Regions from separate parts of the Mus musculus genome. Here region 1 is linked to region 2. The links are chromatin contacts, called in public HiChIP or PLAC-seq maps. All regions are on one chromosome and are shown on one strand. Each heading gives the region's core, a stretch centred on a gene start, on an enhancer-like site or on the middle of the called end of the contact. The rest is flanking DNA. Distances are from core to core; before and after follow the strand shown. Region 1 holds the start of Sectm1a (secreted and transmembrane 1A). Region 2 holds the start of Cd7 (CD7 antigen).

Region 1 (6,095 bases), core at 726-3,225, 42 kb after region 2:
TGCAGCCGCTGAAGAGAGGTCCCTTTCTGGGGTGCTGTCCCACCACAAATTGGGCTATGCACGGGGCTGGATCTCATCTTAACCTCCATCTGCCTCACCTCTTGGTCCAGAGGGAGACTCTGCCACTTCTGGGTCTTGTTTCCCACGTATCTCTTCAGTAGACAACACTGCTAGTGTTGGCAGTGGGGAAGGGACATCAGTGATGTCCTTTGGCTGTAGGTGTCTCAATGGACCATGCTATATAAAATACATTGCTCAGGCTCAGCACCATTGTATAATCTGCCCTGGAGCCTTGGCAAGTCATCTAAAGCCACCCCCCACTAAGACTGGTCAAAGCTACTGTTTTGTCACAGATGTCTGTCCTGTGGTGATCTAAGCTTTTTTGGGTCCCTTCTGGAGACCACCGAAGAATTCCTGGCCTCAGAGACACCACCTTTGTTCTTGTCCATCAGTAGACTTCCCTCTTCTGGGCCACAGGCTCTTTCTTCACTGCCTGCAGATGTCCTTTCAGAGACAGGGCTGTACCCCAGCTCCCCGACCTAGTTCCAGGCACAGCAGGCAGAGGGTAGACCAAGGTTTCTCCTGCCTGGAGGACATTATGTAAGGACATAATGCCAAGGGCCAGCCATCAACTGGAGACCCTCCCACCCATGGCCACAGATCCTGTTCCAGTCCCTTGGGAGAATTCAGAGCTTAGCAGTGTCACAGACCCAGTGGAGCATCTGCCTCTAGCTAAGATGTGAGGCCAGAAGCTGGAGGTCCTATCTGGCCATCTGCAGCCAGCACAGCACCCAGCTCAGTCAGATGCACAGTGGACCCTGGCTCAGATGGCAGCCAGCACATCCTTCATGGTAGTGGCCTGTTGTGTGTGTCCCCTCCGTGCCTAGCCCCCATGACATTTATGTCCTAGCATGTTACTAGGAAGCATAGCTGACACAGAAAGCCTCCACCTTTGTTGGTAACAGATATTCTCCTCCTTGCAAAACTTGAGACCTTTCAGGGCCGTACTTTCCAGAGACATCATAGCTACAACTCTTATACCCAAGACAGATAACTTGTTTTTCAAACTGCAGATATCAACTTGAAAGCGGGAGCTCTTTTGAGAGAGAGAGAGAGAGAGAGAGAGAGAGATCTTCAAAGAAAAAATAGGAGGGAGAATGGGAAGGAGTCACTGAACACCCTGGCGTCTGGCGTCTGGCTGGAAGCATGTGTGTGTATGAATGTGTGTGTGTATATGCATGTGTATGCATGTGTATGCGTGTATGTGTAAGTGTGTATGTGTGTGTACATGTATATGTGTGTATGTGTGTGCATATGTATATGTGTGTATATGTGTGCATGTGTAAATGTGCTTGTGTGTATGCATGTGTATGTGTGTCCATGTGCATGTATACGTGTACTTGTGTGTGTGTGTGTGCGCGCTGTGGGTACATGTGGGCATGTGTGAATGTTCAGGATGTGGATGTGAGAGAGGGCAAAGGTTCAGGATCCTACATAAAAGTGTGCACACAGCTTTGGGTGATGAGATGCTGCAGGAACCCGTGCTACCGGACAAGTACATTTTTGTCATTCACAGGCCTGGAGCACTCTTGGTCCTCCCTTCCTTCAAGTCCTCCACATTCATGTTTTGAGGGCAGAGAGGAGGACTCTGTGCTACCTGTCCCACTCTGTGAATGTGAAGAACTAGAGCTATGCTTGCCTCTACCCCTCCAGAGCTACGCCTGAGGCACCCGAAACACACAGGCCCTGCTGAATGCTGTCCACAGCCCTGCCTCCTGTGTTTCCTGAATCCCAGGCTGATGGCCTGGCTCTTCTTTGCTCATCCCTTATGTGAGGCAGCCCCCACTCCACAAAACCCTCAGCCCACAGAGAACCTGGGTGCCCTCAAGTCCTCTCTTCCGCACACCCCAGCCTCTCACCTGTCCCTTCTCCAGCAAGCTCTCCAATGTTACCTCCACTGCTGCCCTGGATGACTGAACTTGTCCAAGCCAACGGGAAACTGAAAGCCTGGAGGGAGGGGCTAGATGAGGCAGCCTGTCCTGTTCCTTGCCAGACACTCTGTAGGAAGGCATTCAACTTCCAGGAACTTCTCTGAGTTAATGTAACAGCACCATGAGTTTCTTAGTGATTCTCTCATGCATATGTTTTGTAGAAGTCTCGTATTAGCTTCATTAGTTGCGTCTCAGGAACCCTGGAGGAGGGTCCAGGCTTTTTCTAGGAAATCCCTGGCTGGAGCTGATGTTTGATTCAGGGTTTAGGGGCTGCTCTTTTGGGAGCTGTGTGGGTTTGTTTTCCTGCAGGGGTCAGGTCAGAATGTGCCTTAGGGTTGAGCTATGGAAGACAGCTTGGTTCATCTGGTTATCCTTGGGGTGTTTGACAGGGGTAAGATGGAATGGGCAGGAGTGACATCCTTTGTCAGCCCTACTGTAAAATGCCAGAACAGAGATCTTGCCAATCTACACTAGGGTCCTATGCCTTGTAGACAAACCCTGGAGGACACCCTGGCCCCACCTGAAATATGTCAGATTCAAGGAGACTGCAGGCATTTGACAACTGCTCCTTGCAAAGAGTTTTCGCAACAAGGATTACGTTTGAGAAGCTTCACTGTGAGAAGCAGAGACTGCTGTCCACCACTGCTATAGAAAGGACGGGCTGCTGTAGACCCAATCTTAAGCCAGCCCCATGCTCAGCTCCAGTATCCCTCATGGCTTAGCAGGGCTGTGGGGTCAGCTCAGTGCCCGCACTGTTAATTTTCTCGTGGACAGTGGAAGGAGGAGTCTATGGCTGTAGATGCAATGAGGGACCCTGGGATGATCTGCTTGTGGGGCAGGAGATAGATTGTGAGACCCTGAAGAGGGTTGGTTTACATCCCGAGTGACTTTGTGAGCTGTGATGAGACATTTATAAAGCCTATGCCCACATGAATACAGTGGACACTAGGGCAAGACTTTAGGCCCCACGGTGACTCTGTAAGGTGTCTATGGCCTTGTGTAGATCCAGTGGGAGAACACTAAGATGACTGCTCTATGGGTGAAGATCCCTGGAGGGGCTGGGCAGTAGGCATACTTTTGCACATCGAGCCTTAACTTGGCATGCTGGCACAGGGATGAATAGCAATCTCTGGACACTAAAAGAAGTCCCTACAGTCTCCAGGCACAATGCAACCAAGCCTCAAAGAAAGTTACTGATGGACAGTTGGATGTGGTTCCTCTCTGCCCCACCCTCTGCCCAATTACAGAAAGAAAAAGGAAGAAAAAGAAGCTGACTGCAACTCTGGGAGCCTGCCGCTATGGGGATGAGCAGGAGGGACCTGATGTCCCACAGGCGGAACATCTAGAACGTCACAGGTATTCAGGAAATGAGAAGGGCTAGGGACACACTGAGCCTAGGAGAATGGCCTGCAGCCCAGAGTACAGAGCTGACCACAGAGAACAATGTCCTTTGTGCTCTTTCAAAGCAGTAAGTTCCTTCAAGTTCTCAGATAAAAACAAAAAGCTCACAGCCTCCCTCAGGAAAGACAAGACCGTATGAGTGTGGAATCCAGCCGTTGCATAGGATCCTGAGGCTGGGCAGAACTCTCCAGGGTTCTGCAGAGACACCCCCCTGCCATCTCATTTCACATGGGAGAGAAATCCCAATGACCATGACCTCATGTCTTCTAGATCCTTGTCCCTGTCCCCAGACTGCAGCCCAAGTTTCTGTTGCCCTTTTCCCTGCTCTGGTTGCATCTCGCAGGCAGGGCCATCAAGGTCTTTGTATGTCTGAAGGGGCCTCTGGCCTATGGGGCAAAGCTTCCGGTGGTGAGGGGTTAAGTGATGGCTGAGGTACCAGTATCTCATCACAGAGATGCCCTTCACAGTTAAGTAAAGTTTGTTTCCTCTGAAACCGCCCACACACGGTGAAAGTGAAACCAGTTTGTGTATTTTGAAAGTAATAAGGAAAAAGAGAAGAGCAAGCAGGCTAGAATAATCCCAGCTGTACAGTGGCAGTCAGGCCAGCTTCCTTTTTAATTCTCTTTCTCCATTTCTCTTTCAGTGGTAAGCATGCTCTCTAGTCCAGCATCCCGGGTCTCTTTCAATATTCACAGCCCTGTTCCATCACATGGGTGGAGAAGGGCCACGAGTGTCCATTCAGCCTTGGCAAGTCTCCTGACCAACATCTTCTCTGCCAGGGTACTCTGCCATCTTGTATCTCACCCCCAGGTTTTCAGGGCATTATGTTTTTTGAGAACCTTTTACAATTTATTCAGTAGCATTTGAGAAGTGCCAAGTGTGTATCTCTGCTGTCTCCTGAGGCTTTATGCTAATGTGTGGCTTGGCTTGCTCTGTAAGTTCTTTCTGAAGCTTGCTGGTGGTTTTTGTGACTTCTTGCTCACATAGAGGATCGTTACCGGACGTGTCCTATGTTCTTGACCCATGGTGTGTTCTATGTTTGGGAAGCAAAGCTCTATAGGTGTTCCCATGCGCAGCTGGCCAATGGCATGGATTATTTAGTAGCTGATTTGGACTGAAGAGAACCCTTTCTGATGGAGAGAAGTGTGTTGTAGTCTGTTCCTCCTGCACTAGGATTCTTTTGGTGTGTGTGTGTGTGTGTGTGTGTGTGTGTGTGTGTGTGTGTGTGTGTTGAGAGAGGGTCTCATGTAGCCCAGGCTAGGCTGGGACTCAATGAGTGAATGAGAAGTCCCCTGCCCCCATCTCCACAATGCTGGGATTGTAGATGTGTAGCCCTATGCCCAGAAATGCTAGATTTATTTATTTATTTATTTATTTATTTAGAGACCAGGTCTCACTATGTAGCCCTGGCTAGCCTAGGATTCAGCATGTAGACCAGGTTGGCATTGAACTCACAGAAATCTGCCTGCCTCTGCCTCCCAGATTCTAGGAATGTTGGGATTATTATACCACAGAATAGACTTTCAGGACTAGTCAATACTACACAAAGTTAGAATTTATTTAAAGAAAGGATTTGGGGCCATGGCAGAGGCTCAGTCCGTGAGCACTTCTGTGTAAGAGAATCGTCAGCACTCACAGTAAAAGCAAGCACAACAGCACAGACTTGTAACACCAGCCTTGGGTAGAGAGAGACAAGAGGACCTGTGGAGCTTGCTGGCCAGACAGTTTAGCCCATAAGCCCCAGGTTCAGTGAGGGATTCAGTTTCAAAAAAACTAAGGCGGAGGGGCTAACGTGATAGCTCTGTGGGTAAGAACACTTGCTGCATGAGCAAAAGGACCTACATTGAGTCCCTAGCACCCGGTGAGAAGCTCGAATTGGCTGTGTGCCTCTGTGATCCCGGTGGGATGAGGAAGAGATACAGGGCAATCGGGGAGCATGCTGGCTAGCCAGGCAGCCTAGCCAAAGAGCCAGCAAACTTCACGCTCTGAGAGAGATCCCATCTCAAGAGACTAAGGGAGCAACAGAGCTGGACGGCCAACACACACGCATGTACCACACACGGAGACACACATACTTACATTGAAGAAATGACTGGATGATTGAAAATGCCCAGTGTTGACCTTTGGCCTTCACAAGCACACTTGTGTGTGCACATTCTCTCCTCCGAACATCCCCTCCACCCCACCCCCCCCACCCCACCCCACACGCACGCACGCATACACACACAGAGAGAGAGAGAGAGAGAGAGAGAGAGAGAGAGAGGGAGAGAGAGAGAGAGAGATTTAATATAGGTTTAACTGTGAGAGAGGGAGAGAAAGGGATTTTTCTCTTTAAAACTTTTGATGTTTATCTTGGTGGGGGAGTGGTATATGTGCCATATATATATGTGTGTGTGTGTGTGTGAGTGTGTGTGTGTGTGTGTGTGTGTGTGTGTGTTTAAGTCAGAGGACAACCTCTAGGAGTGTCTTCTTCAATACCATGAAGGTGCCCGAGGTAGAATACAGGTGTCTGGCTTGCTGATAAGCAGCACCTTTACACAGATGAGCGATCTTGAGAGAGTCTTAAGGGCAACAAGCACCCTAGAACATCACACACTTCTCAGGAGAATCCTAAGTATAGCTACATGCATGGATTTCGTGGTTTCTGCAGTCATGATGCTCAAAGGTTTTTAAGGTTAAATATCAATGTTTCAGTATACTTAT
Region 2 (6,085 bases), core at 3,566-6,065:
TACCCTCCCCCCCTGAACAAGTCATCTTATAAGTTGAAAATATTGGATCCTGACCCGTCTATTTCCCAGCTGTTTGTAGTTCCTTGTCGACTGTTGGGGCCGGCCTGTGGCTCCCATGTCCGGTTGGAGCCTGGGAGGCAACCGGAGCTGAAAGAGAAGAGGGAACCTAGGCGGGTCGAGAAATAATGGAAACCAAGACAACTAGTCTGTTCAAGGCTCAAATGTTTAATGGCGGATGCGCTTCTAAAGGAGGGGAGAGGCCCATTCCCGCCAATTCATCCTTGGAGCCCAGCTGCAAGTGACCACGTGCAGGATAGGGTGCTAGGCAAACTCCCAGCAGGTTGCAGTGGCTGAACAATAGAGTGATCTAGGGAGGCTCCATCCTAGATAATCTCCTTAGTGGCAGCAAAGTCGAGGTCTGGCTCAGCCAGCTTCAGGCTGGGTGGAGGTTACAGTCGATCATTTTTATTTGGGATTTTTTTTTTTTTTAAAGCATGCAGTTGATAGCATTAACTTTGTCTCAGACTTGCAATGGTTGGTCAGGCACAAACTTAGTCTCAGGGCTCACTGTTAGGCTCTGGATCTGCAGCCATCTTAGCCAGGTTCTCTTCATGCTGAGGGAGGAATCTTTATGGATGACCCCTGGCTGAGCAACGCCCTGCCCACGAAGGCCTGCAGGAAGGGCCTACCAATGCTGTGTGACTTGGCTCTTCTGAGATATCAGGGGTGGAGCTGACGGGGAAGCTGGGTCAGCCTGGGCAGGCCTGGATGGAGGACAGAGGGCCAGAGTTTAGGTTTAGAAGGAGACCTCATGTCTTAGAGGCATCACTGAAGTCTGAAGATACACATTTCCTAAGGGAGACTGGTGATGCTGTCTACGCGGCCACATGGACCCAAGAATGGCCCAGACAGGTGGGACTTGGGGCTGCAAGTGAGAGGGGACAAGGGACAAGTCTTGCTGGGGCTTATTAACAGAGGTCTTAGCAGTCCTATGGGGGTTTTAACCATATAGGTTCCAGGAGGCACCTATGGCCTCTGACTAGGGATCTATCTAAATGGCAGGCTGGGCTCTTCGGTGCTAACAACTCCAGTGACTTACGTGGCTGTTTCAGGCTCTGGTACTCCTGGGATTGTTTCAGACTTTGTTGTCACTGTCACCTTAGTGACCACAGGTCAGTGTCATGGTGCACATGGTCTCTGTGATGGCCATGGTAGAAGCTTGGGGCAGTGGATGGGGGCACAGAGATCAACCTGGGTAGGGGAGGCTGAACTGGGGACTGGCTGGCAGTACGGGAGGCTCTGTGGAGAGTTGAATGGAGCTGTGGTCTGGGTTGAAGGGTGCCCCTCTCCATTGGATTCTCTGACACCCTGTTTCCCAGGTGCACAGAGCAGGGCTATTTGTTAAGTCCCCCATTACACCACTGCTGTTGGTCACCTGTCCTCTGTGCCCACCTTATTCTGTTGGCAACAGGGATGGAACAGAACGCAGGAGACAAGTGGGGGCAGCTGAGAGTCTGGAGTAGATGCAGGCCAGCACACACATATTGACTTTGCTCTTGTCCTGGTGTTTCAGCAGACAGGGACAGAGCAGCTCACCACATATCAGCTGGGTACCCATACTTCAGTCTCCCTACCCACAAATGGGAAAGTGAGGGTTTCTGCCCCAGGTGCAACACTGGGAGCTGGGCTGGCCCCAGGTGTGGGATAGTGCTGTGGTCACTTCATCAGGCCCCAGGAGGGGCCTCTGAGACAGGGGCAAGTCCAGGAGAGCTACCACTTTATGCTGCTCTCACTGAGAGCTGCATCGACAGGGTCCCCGTAGAGCTGGGCCCTTAGGAACATGGCCATCTAGAATGGGTAACGTTGTTGCTGCTGGCTCTTCACCTGCATAGATGAGCTGCTCTGTGTGGGGTGTCGTGCTGAGGCAGGAGAGCTCCCCTACCCCCACAGTGCCTTGCCTTGCTCTCACAGACACTGGGCACAGAACCCTGGAGGGCTGAATCCCTGCCCTCTTCAGGTAGGAGCTGGCTAGAAAGAAGCCCTGGTCAGTCGGAGGAGGAACACAAAGCAACAAAAACAAGTGCTTTTGTTAATGTATTTGTGTGTTTATTTAATTTTTCCTGGCCAGGCGGCTCCAAGGCAGGTACCTCCCCACCCCCAAGCTTTGTTTCTGATGTCAGGGTACCTGGCTAGGGTTGGTGACAGATTGCAGAGCCCTGTGGGGGAGCTTACAGAGGAGGAATCCCACCCACCCAGAAGCACCAAGGGGGAATTTGAGTACCACAGGAAGAGTGCTGGGGAGTTGGGCGGGGTGTGGGGGCCAGCAGGACTGCTGTAAGCTCTGCTGAAACAAGGCACGGGGGACTGCAGGCAGAGGGGTTCACTGGTACTGGTTGGGGATGCATGGCGTCTTGCGGTTGCTGTAGGACATGTCTTCATACACTACGCACGGAGATTCCTTAATCCCTGAGGCACACAGTTTCTTGATCTGAAAAGATAGCCTGTTGTCACCCAGGCACTGGCCAACATGGTGACCTGGGCAAAGTACCCCTGTCTCCAAGTAACCCCTTTATTCAACAACACACAGCTTTCCCAGACCCGGGGGAATGATCAGTTTTCATCCACCTCTGGCAGAATCAACGGCAGGGAGGGCCCAGGGCAAACAGTCGAGTGGTTAGAAGAGCTGACCATTGTCAGGACCTTTCTCACACAGCACATGGTGACTCAAAGACATTAACTCCTATCCCAGAAGTTCCGAATTCCTACATTCACACAGGTCCACGCACATAGTGCACACACACACACACACACACACGCATGCACACACAGGCACATACACATGTTCACACACTCATTTTGGGGCCTGGTTAGAAGCCCCACTTTCTCCCTCTCGGCTTCACTCTCCCATTCTGTGTCCCTGAGAGATGCCTCACCCAAGGGTTCTCTGCATCTTATCATGTGCATCCTGACTGATCTCTGCCTTAAGCCTGTGATAATAGCCGTAGGCTCACACTGACCTGTATCTTCCTCAGCATGCTGCACACCACCCCAAGGAGCAGCCCGGTGAAGAAGAAGCCTACAGCAATGGCAGCTGGGAAGGAAAATGATGTCTGCAGAGGTTCCTGGGATCTGTATGCTTCTTGGGATGATTTTTCTGGGAAAATGAACACAAAGCCATTGGTAGGAGAGGACACAAGCAGGTGAGGTGGGGATCCTCATTGGAGGCCTTGAGGTTCAAGCCAGGTGTGGGCACCATTAGGAGGTTTCCAGGAAGAAATGGGCTCTGAGCAGACAGCTCCAACAAGTGCAAAGAAGGTCTCTAGCAGCCAGTGGGCTCCTGGCCTGGCCAACAGTCAGATGGGCACATCCTTACCTTTCACCACAACCGTGGTGAACAAGCCACGGGCACTGACTTTCCTGACAGCCTCGCAGGTGTAGTCTCCAGTGTCTGCCAGCTGGAGGGAGCTTATGGTGATGGTCAGGTTCTTCTGGGAACCAGAGAAATTAATTCGGCCTGAGAAGGTCCTGTCTACTGTGGGCTCCTGCCGGTCTTCAAAGTAAATCACATTGTAAGCCTGAGGCCAGATCTTCTTCATTAAGATCCCTTCCAGGTGCCCTCTTGTAGAGCAGGTGATGTTGACAGAATCCCCCTCAGAGGCAATCGTGAGTCGGGGGGACTGGTGTACGTCTGTGAAGAACCAGCCAGTTAGCACCAAGCTGGCGCACAGCACACGGTGACTCAAACACGCTAACACGTATCTCAGAGGCTCCACAGATCCTACATTCATGTATGTCCTTGCACACTCTTGAGCATCTCTCACAGCACCCGCACCCGCATGCTCACACATGCTGTCTCATTTTGCTGTGCACAGGGGCTGCACTCTCTACACCTCCAGGTTTCTTTCTCCCATTTTGTATTCCTGTGAGATGCCTCCTCCATCACACCCCTCTCTGCAGAAATGCTATAGGAACTTGGCAACTTTGTTGCATCTCAACACAAGGACTTCCCTTTTGACTACTCCCCACCCTGGCTGTACTCTTTCTTTCTCTTTTAAGTGAGTCAGTCACTCCCAGACAGCCATAGTCCTATCTCCTCTTTGCCTACTCTTTCCGATGCTGGTTTCTTCATCACCCTCCTTCCCCCCATCATTTCTAGGCATCCAGAGCCTGTGGCTCTGCGCAAGGGGCACATGTTGACTTGTTCATGGGATACTCACTCTTTCAGATTCCAGCCCCGTTTGCCGTGCCTGGCACCCACACCACCCACTTTCCTGTAGGCAAGACTGAGTACAAACCTCAGCATCTCACAGAATGAACACTATGCTGGTTTTGCACAAGAATTGTGCCTGGGAGCCTGAGCCTCCCATAATCTTATTGTAGATCTTTTACACCTTACCACAAGACTTCCCACAGACAGCTGCTCTGAAAGGGAACTGAAGAACACAGTTCTCACAAGCACCAAGGGTAGATGTTAGTCCTGTAAACTAAAGCTTTCAAGTCTCTGCTTTTCCACGGAGCTGGGACTATTCCAGGTCTAAGACTAAGACTTGGGGAAGTCAAGTCAGGGCCAACCCTTCCCCAGGTGGGTGTGTGAGATGCTCTCTGGGAGCCCTGCTACAGGGATGCTTACCTTGGGCATCCAGGGGGCCAGGCAGGATTCCGGCCAGTGTAAGCAGCAAAGCCAGCACTGCCTGCTGAGTCATGACGCCCAAATCCAGGTGATCTGAGCCAAATCAGCCACTCTGGCTACAACACATTACTGAGCACTGTGAAAGTTCACACCAAAAACCCTGAGAGGAAGAAACAGGGGTGTGGCAGTTCAATGCGATTGGTGGTGAAGCTCCGAGGGAGGGCTTCCTGAAGATGAAGGTGGAGCTTGGTGGGCAGGGAACACAACAAGCCAGGTGGAGGAAGCCACCTGACCCCAACTGTCCTCCCTGGCTGGTTGGCTGGCCCACATCTTTATCATCTTTAACCAAGAGTCTCCACAGGAGACGTCAAGAGGAAGAAGAAATAAGAACTAGTCCTGTAACCTGGAAGAAAAATTAGAGGGACTTAAAGGTTTAGAGGCCGGGAGGGAGTTGAAGTTTCCTCTGGTCTTTTGTGTCATTTTCTGCTGGGATGTGTTCAGGTCTGTGGTCTCACCTGTTGTCTGGACACACTGGGGTTTCAGCCTGACACAGCATACCCAGTAGCCTTGGCTGTGGTTGCCTTGGCGGCCTGGGTGATCCTTCCTTAGAAGCATGATTGAGCCAGATCTGCTAGGCCAAAGGGCGGCTAGGAGCCCCTTCAATAGCAATCTGCCTTCTGGGACAAAACCGAGGGCCCTGTGTCTGGTTCCCAGGTTGGGGGAGAGCTAGGACTCTTGTCAACCATGAGTTTTATTGCTGGTACCAGAGCCAGTGTGTCACACTGAGGGGTGAGTTTGTGTGTGTGTGTGTGTACAGTGTCACATAGGGACTCAAAGCAGTTCCTCCGGGGTCCTACTCTAAGGGGGAAGATGCTCCCCCTGTAGGTGGGTTTGGAATGCTATGGTGTAGACAGGGGTGCCATGCGGGGTACTTGAGGGCACATGGGAGAGGGACTCAGGTAAAGGAAGGTCAAAGTTGGAAGATTTTAGGAACAAAGGGTTGGGGAGGGACAGGTCACCTGTGGTAACACAGGGACAGCAGGTATGGAACTGTGCAGCCTGAGAATATTGGAGAGAAATACGAGGGGAGCTGGGTCAGGTGGGCAGTAAAGAAATCAGCACCTAGCCCCCAGGGGAGAAGTTCATGGAAAGACAGACTTTACAGGGAAGTAAGAACAGTCAAAGACCTAGACCTAGTCTCCTTCCTAGGATGCCCGTGGCCACACCAGGGGCACATGGACTGGAGTGCTGCCACCTCTGCAGGGCTGACCTTGATGTGGTCTTCGTGCATCGACACTTTTGACTGTTTGGGGCACCATGCCTCAAGTTTCAGAGATCATAGACACACAGGGCCCTATGGGCTGTGCCTAAGGGCTCCAGGGCTCCAGGAGGAGGTGATGACCCAAACCCCAGTGCATTTATTTTGATTGAAGAGGCACAGACTCTGTGCATCTG

What was found. HiChIP or PLAC-seq counts read pairs in DNA pulled down with a chosen protein or histone mark.
Region 1: an HNF4G HiChIP or PLAC-seq map of pancreatic cancer cells shows a contact between it and region 2. The contact joins the promoter of Sectm1a here to the promoter of Cd7 in region 2. A contact is called at or near these places in 4 of 39 promoter capture datasets (the 3T3-L1 cell line, the HPC-7 cell line, macrophages and 1 more), 1 of 484 Hi-C or Micro-C datasets (nephron progenitors), 6 of 115 datasets of contacts at active chromatin or transcription factors (CD8 T cells, the SCID.adh cell line, effector CD8 T cells and 3 more) and 2 of 9 other capture datasets (adipose tissue and liver).

What each region holds. Positions count from the first base shown.
Region 1 is chr11:121,079,164-121,085,258 of GRCm38.p6, forward strand. It overlaps Sectm1a (secreted and transmembrane 1A), which reads right to left and starts at 1,976. Exons shown (of 6, transcript NM_145373.2): 1 at 1,920-1,976.
Region 2 is chr11:121,034,663-121,040,747 of GRCm38.p6, forward strand. It overlaps Cd7 (CD7 antigen), which reads right to left and starts at 4,816. Exons shown (of 4, transcript NM_009854.2): 1 at 4,631-4,816; 2 at 3,374-3,688; 3 at 3,018-3,154; 4 at 2,085-2,488. The coding sequence starts at 4,703. The coding sequence ends at 2,381. It overlaps Gm11775 (a long non-coding RNA gene), which reads left to right and starts at 3,021. Exons shown (of 2, transcript XR_880372.3): 1 at 3,021-3,200.